2 separate regions of the Ovis aries genome follow, and region 2 is linked to region 1. Evidence: chromatin contacts called from public Hi-C data. All regions are on one chromosome and are shown on one strand. The core of a region is the stretch at or near the end of the contact, and the rest is flanking DNA. Distances in the headings are between cores, read along the strand shown.

What was found. A called contact is a pair of places that touch in the nucleus more often than the background predicts.
Region 2: a Hi-C map of blood shows a contact between it and region 1, with 2.7 times the contacts expected there. The contact joins the enhancer-like site here to the promoter of IFNGR1 in region 1. A contact is called at or near these places in 4 of 16 Hi-C or Micro-C datasets (blood, skin fibroblasts and tail adipose tissue).

Annotation. Positions count from the first base shown.
Region 1 is chr8:62,399,493-62,402,683 of ARS-UI_Ramb_v3.0, forward strand. It overlaps IFNGR1 (interferon gamma receptor 1), which reads right to left and starts at 1,679. Exons shown (of 8, transcript XM_012182970.4): 1 at 1,487-1,679. The coding sequence starts at 1,673.
Region 2 is chr8:62,491,025-62,494,215 of ARS-UI_Ramb_v3.0, forward strand. No RefSeq gene overlaps it. Among named protein-coding and RNA genes, the nearest start is that of TRNAG-CCC, 54 kb to the right of the region's middle. Within about 2 kb of position 1,712, at least 2 of the 54 cell types and tissues checked have an H3K27ac peak or open chromatin away from gene starts, as enhancers often do.

The sequences.
Region 1 (3,191 bases), core at 429-2,928:
AATTTTGCTGTTGTTTAGTCGCTCAGCTGTGTCTAACTCTTTTGAGACCCCACGGACTGTAGCCCGCCAGGCTCCTCTGGCCATGGAATTCTTCAGGTAAGAATACTGGAATGGGTTGCCAGTCCCTTCTCTAGGGGATCTTCATGACCTAGGGATCCAACCCAAAATGCTTAAATTATTCCACAAATTAAACTTGCTGTTTCAGAGCCCTTCCTCTACACACACAAGTCTCTTTGCACCTCCAGCTCCAACTCTGGGGTCACCTTCTCAGTGAAGTCTTCCTTGATTCCCCTTCTGAGTCAGGCACCCATGTGTTGCTTTCCAGTAAACTATGTGTAAGTTCTAGCTCTTATCACAATGGACTGAAACTGCTCTTATGGGTGACCAACTCGCCCTAGTAATGGCAGAGAATAGAGTTAAGTACTTCGGATTCAGGAACCCAACTGCCAAGCTTCCCAGTGAATAGCAGCAATTTAGTAGATTCCATGCCTCAACTTCTCATCCATAAATAAGAGCTAGAACAGCGTCTACTTTATAGGACGTTTGGGAAATGATGTGATAAGAACTTACAACAGTGCCCAATAACAGTTAAACCATCAAGATCCTTTAAGGCAAAAACTGAAGTTATTTTTGTATTTCCAACACAAATGGTGCAATGTCTCTTCCAAGGAATGACTTAACTATTTGTTTACTTGACTTCTAAAGAGCAAGCCAAAGGAGAGCGGGATATAAAGGGACTGCATCTAACAAGGGTCACAGAGGAAGTCATAACACAGGTGCAGACCCCGCGTTTGCCAAGAGTAAAGGAGGCGGGGTCGCCCTGACCCCTTCTAGGCAGCTGCTAACAGCGTACACAGAGGAAACGCTCCAGAATGCCCCGCTTTCCGATAATCTAGGTTTGCCTCTTTTGCAGAAAGAGTTTACAGATTTCACCGGAGCGCCTAATTATCACTACACTGAGCTTTAGAAAAACATGTTTCCTGGGAAATCTCTTTAAGCAGGTGGAGATAAAGGAGGAACTGAGGTCTGCCAAGAGACCTACTGCCTGACAAACGGACTCGAGAGTACATGCCCTGAACCACTTCCAGACTCGCACGTAAGACGGCCACTTAACTGCCTTTTAATAATTCTCAGCTGGCGAAAGAACGTCTAAGAATTCGGGGCCAACCTTACGAATATTTAAATCATGAGCTGTGGCCACAGTGTGCAACTGCTCACCAGGTAACTCACTTATTTAAAAACGAATTAAGAGAACGCGTTTTGTTTCGGCAACCGCGGAAGAGGCCAGAAAAAGGGAACTGAAGGCTGCAAACCGCGGACACTCGGCGTCACCTTCCCACGGCCGCCCCCTTAGGACCCGAAGCCGCCGCCGGGCGTCGAAGACCGACGCTGGAGCGGCCCCGACCCCGGGCGGGGCTTCCTGGCCGGTGGGGCTCCCTCCTTTCCCGTCCCCACCCGCCTGCGGCCCTGCCGCGAGCGACAGTACCCGAAGAGAGTCCCGGATTCGCGGCGCTCATCTCAACCCAGCTTCCGGTCAGCAAGACAGGGACGAGGAAAAAGAGGAGAGCCATGCTGCTCCAGGCTAACGCCGGTGCTGCCCAGCACCACCGCGGGTATACACCCGCGCGAACCTCGGGCTTAGGTCTTGCGTCACTTCCTCCGCCGCCGACCATCCCTCCAGGGGGAGGCGGGGCGTGGACGGGAAAGAAGGGCGCGGACCTGGAGGCCGAGACCAGGACTGGGGGGCCAGCTTGGCCCAGGAGGCGGGGCCAGGGCCGGGAGGCGGGGCCTGGGCGGGGAGGGCGGCCTGCGTGGGGGTAATTAGGGCCCCTGAGGGGAGGCTGAGGTGGCCGAGAAGGTTGAATCGGGTAGGCGAGCTGGAATACAGAGGGAAGTCAAAGAGAGGTCGCCTCTGTGGAAGCTCAGCGTTAGGGGCACGGCAGTCTGTGGTGGCGATCTTGGCTCACCCGTTTGTGAGCACCTTGGGTCCAAAGGTTATGTTCTTTAAGCTTGGCACTACTTGCCGTAATTCATCTTCCTCTTTTTTGCAATCCTTTTTCTAGGATTGCTAGAAACTCCAATACTTTGGCCACCTGATGCGAAGAACTGACTCATTTGAAAAGACCCTGATGCTGGGAAAGGTTGAAGGTGGGAGGAGAAGGGGACGACAGAGGATGAGATGGTTGGATGGCATCACCAACTCAATGGACATGAGTTTGAGTAAACTCCGGGAGTTGGTGATGGACAGGGAGGCCTGGCGTGCTGCCGTCCATGGGGTCGCAAAGAGTAGGACACGACTGAGCCACTGAACTGAATTGAGGATTGCAGAACTTTGTTCAACGCCACAACCTAGCCATAATTCTTCCTTTACCACGTATTAGCCTTTGCCATCAATGCCTCTGGGAATTTGAGAGTTTAGGGCAGAAAGAGTCCTTACATGGCTTCTGGAATCCCTGCATTTGTAGTTGAGGAACCAGAAGCTTTGCCGGGAAATGGTTTGTGCAAAGTGTCACAGCCCAAATCTAATTGGCTCGGGCAAGAACTACTTTATTCTTGGAGGAAAAAGAATTTGTATTACCTTTTCAGCTATTAAATAGCAGCCTGTCATCATTAACATCTGCCTTTTTACCTCTATGACCACATCTATTACTCTGCATTGCCTCACCTATTCTACTTCAGCCACATTGGCGTCTACCCTTCTTGGATCATGCTTAGATATGCATATGGCTAACTACCTAGCTTGCTTCAAGTGTCTGCTTATGGCTTTCTGCAAAATTTTGAGATTGCAACCCATCTTCCCATCCTGTTTACCTTGCCCTACTGGTTTTTTGTTGTGTGTGTGTGTGTGTGTGTGTGTGTGTGTGAGAGAGAGAGAGGGGCATTTATCACCTTCCCTCATGCTCTACAATATGTATTTTGATGTTTATTTTCTCATCTTTGTAGAATGTAAGCACTATAGGGTTGAAATCTTTGGGACTCAATATTTGTTGGATGAAAGAAGGCATGATCACATTAAAATTAATTTTTTAAGAAAAACATTATGAAGATGTACAACATAGAGAGGAAATATTAGCAAGATCACTTAATTTATAATAATAAACCCCTTAGCTCAGTATTTCTGAAAATCAGTATGAACGACCTGGGATCTTGTTAAAATGCAGATTTGGATTCAGTTGTTCAGATTCAGGTTG
Region 2 (3,191 bases), core at 462-2,961, 92 kb after region 1:
CTTAGTTATAATAGAATTCCTGATATTCTTGTATATATAAGAATATACATTCAGTTCAGTTCAGTTCAGTCGCTCAGTTGTGTAAGACTCTTTGTGACCCCATGAATCACAGCACGCCAGGCCTCCCTGTCCATCTCCAACTCCTGGAGTTCACTCAGACCCACGTCCATCGAGTCAGTGATGCCATCCAGCCATCTCATCCTCTGTCGTCCCCTTCTCCTCCTGTCCCCAATCCCTCCCAGCATCAGAGTCTTTTCCAATGAGTCAACTCTTCTCATGAGGTGGCCAAAGTACTGGAGTTTCAGCTTTAGCATCATTCCTTCCAAAGAAATCCCAGGGCTATCTCCTTCAGAATGGACTGGTTGGATCTCGTTGCAGTCCAAGGGACTCTCAAGAGTCTTCTCCAACACCACAGTTCAAAAGCATCAATTCTTCAGTGCTCAGCCTTCTTCACAGTCAAACTCTAATACTCCAATAAAAGTTTTTTAATTAATTCTGAAACTTTATGCTATGAAAATAAAAATATTTTTAAAATCTAAAACCAATTCACCAATTGCCCTGTTTTCTTTTGTGTAATATACATATCTTCTTTGCCTGTTGACACTTTGTCTTTAGATTATATTTGAAAATATTAACTTACCTATGAAGTTCCTAATATTCTCAGAATACATTATTTTTTCTTTTCTCTCAGCACTTTTATAATCCCTCTGTGGAACAACCTGGCACTCTCTGACTAGAATTAGGGCTGTGTGTGTGTGTGTGTGTGTTCACATTTCCCACAAGCAGATTGTGAGTTCTTAGAGGGCAGGACTTGTATCTTAAACTTATCTTCCTGTCTAAACAATTAGCACAGCACTTTGCATAAAGTCAGTGCCTAGTACGTGCATGTGGGTTGCATTTCTCTGTCCTCTGATACATTATGCCAACTCTTTCTGCTCATGCAGTTTCTCAACTTCCTCAGTTCCTAGGAAACTTCTCATAGAGATTAAAACCCACTGATTGCAGGAAGCAGTTAAGATAAAACACACAGACTGAGTCTTGGGAAAGCTATATTACAGATGGGATTGACCTTGGCAAACACCAAGTAACAGAAAAATGTGGTAGAATCAGTTAATTCTGCCCAGTAAATAAAGTTCATTTAGCTTTCCAGTTAATCACAGACCCGTTACTCCCAGTTCAGGCAGGGATAGAGGCTTTCAGGCTCCTCAGTTGATAGAAGAGGACAATTTGATTAGAGTAGCCTAGATAAGGCTTTCCTGAAGGTATCTGATGCTATCTGAGACAACCCAATTTATAGAACAAACAGAATGAGCCCCATTTAGGAGAATTCTAGTTTCCCTGTCTTAAGAGAAACACCCTCCATTTGTTTCTCTTTTATTTTTAGTTGTGACTGAGAGGGAAAGGGGTGAGGCAATGGTAGGAAATTGATCATATCACAGGGTGCCATGTGTGGTTTTCTCTGCTTAGTAAAAAAAGGAGGCCCCGATGCAGACACTTTCAGCAGCCAAGTCAGAAGTTGCCTGCAGTGTTGGATCCACCATTTATCTTTCTATCATCAAGATTCATTTCTTGGTAAATAGTTCTTTGATATAAATTCTGAGGCAGCTCAGGTTTTTGCAGACTACTTGGGTAGACTTTTTTAGTGGGGTAGCGGGGAGGAGTGTGGGTAAAAGGGAGAGAAGACCAAGATGAGTGAAAAATAATCCTTATCTTCAAAGCTGGGCGTAATCCAGAAAAAGGTTGACATGTCCACACAAGTAAGGGAAGTGGTTGTGTGGGCTGACTGTGGAATTTAGGCAACTTCTAACTTCTACATTTACATCCTTCTAAGTGCTTCTCCTTCAGTTATTTGCACCATCAGCCACTAATGGACTCCCCAAAAGCAGATGTACCAAGCACACGTATGACAAGCTTGCTCTCTTTAAAGAGTTTATAGGCATCTTGTGGAGAAAAAGTTGACCCCAAGAAACAGAAATCATATAAAATAATCTTATTTTATAATCTTATAAAATATCCTATGTTGTAGGATAATAACACCAAGAGTCATAGAATTTCACATGTAAAGAAAAACTTGGTATTGGCTTGAGTATTTGGAGGTATCATGAAGGAGATGGAATTTGAGGTATATGGACGTGAGTCTGAGTGAACTCTGGGAGTTGGTGATGGACAGGGAGGCCTGGCGTGCTGTGATTCATGGGATCGCAAAGAGCTGGACACAACTGAGTGACTGAACTGAACTGAACTTGGAGAAAATAAGGGCTTATAGAGAGGAAATTCCAAGAGAGAATTGACCCCCTAGCATCATAATCATAAAAAAATCTTTTCTGCTGCCACCCTGTGATCTTGTGTCCTTGAGAAGCTCATGTATTCACAGATGTTTTACAAAATATTGATTTCAGTGAGGTAGTTGTGTAAAGGCTAGTTTCTAAACCTAACGCGTTTCAGAAGCTCATTAAAAAGCTATTTTCTGCAGAAAATTCAATTATAGGAGTTTTATCCACATGTATTTTTCTGTAATAAGTGAAAAAAAATAAAATTATTAATCAAAACTTAGAAAACAATAAAAATTAGAGGGAATAATAGGAATACCACTCTAAGACCAGAGGAAAATCAATGAATTTCTAGATCACTATTATTTGCAATCCATTTTGTAATAAAACCCCGAATTGAAATAACTTTTTTATTTTTCCATAAAAGCAAAAAATTGAAGGTGTAGCCAAGGTGGCAGAGTAGAAAGACCCTGAGCTTAGTTCCTGCCATGGGCACACCACAATTACAGCTATTTAGAGAGCAAAAGGAGAAGAGGGCGGCAGAGGATGAGATAGTGGGATGGCATCAAGGGACATGGACTTGCGCAAACTCTGGGAGATAGTGAGGGACAGTAAGGTCTGGCTTGCAGCAGTCCATGGGGTTGCAAGGAGTTGGACACAGCTTGGCAACAGAACAACAACAGCAACAGACATTATCTATGAGATCAACCTGAGAAATAGCAGAAAGGTTTTGCATAACTAGAGATACAAAGAAAGAACCACAATGAGATAGGGTGTTCGATCTGCTTTTGGTGGCAGGGGAAGGGACACAGTATAGTCAAAAACTACACCCTGATGTAGGGAACCCATAGACATGAGGACAATAACAACAGTAGGTGTTGTTTCTGAGAAGCGAGTGGTCTGAGCCTGACTTTGGGTTCC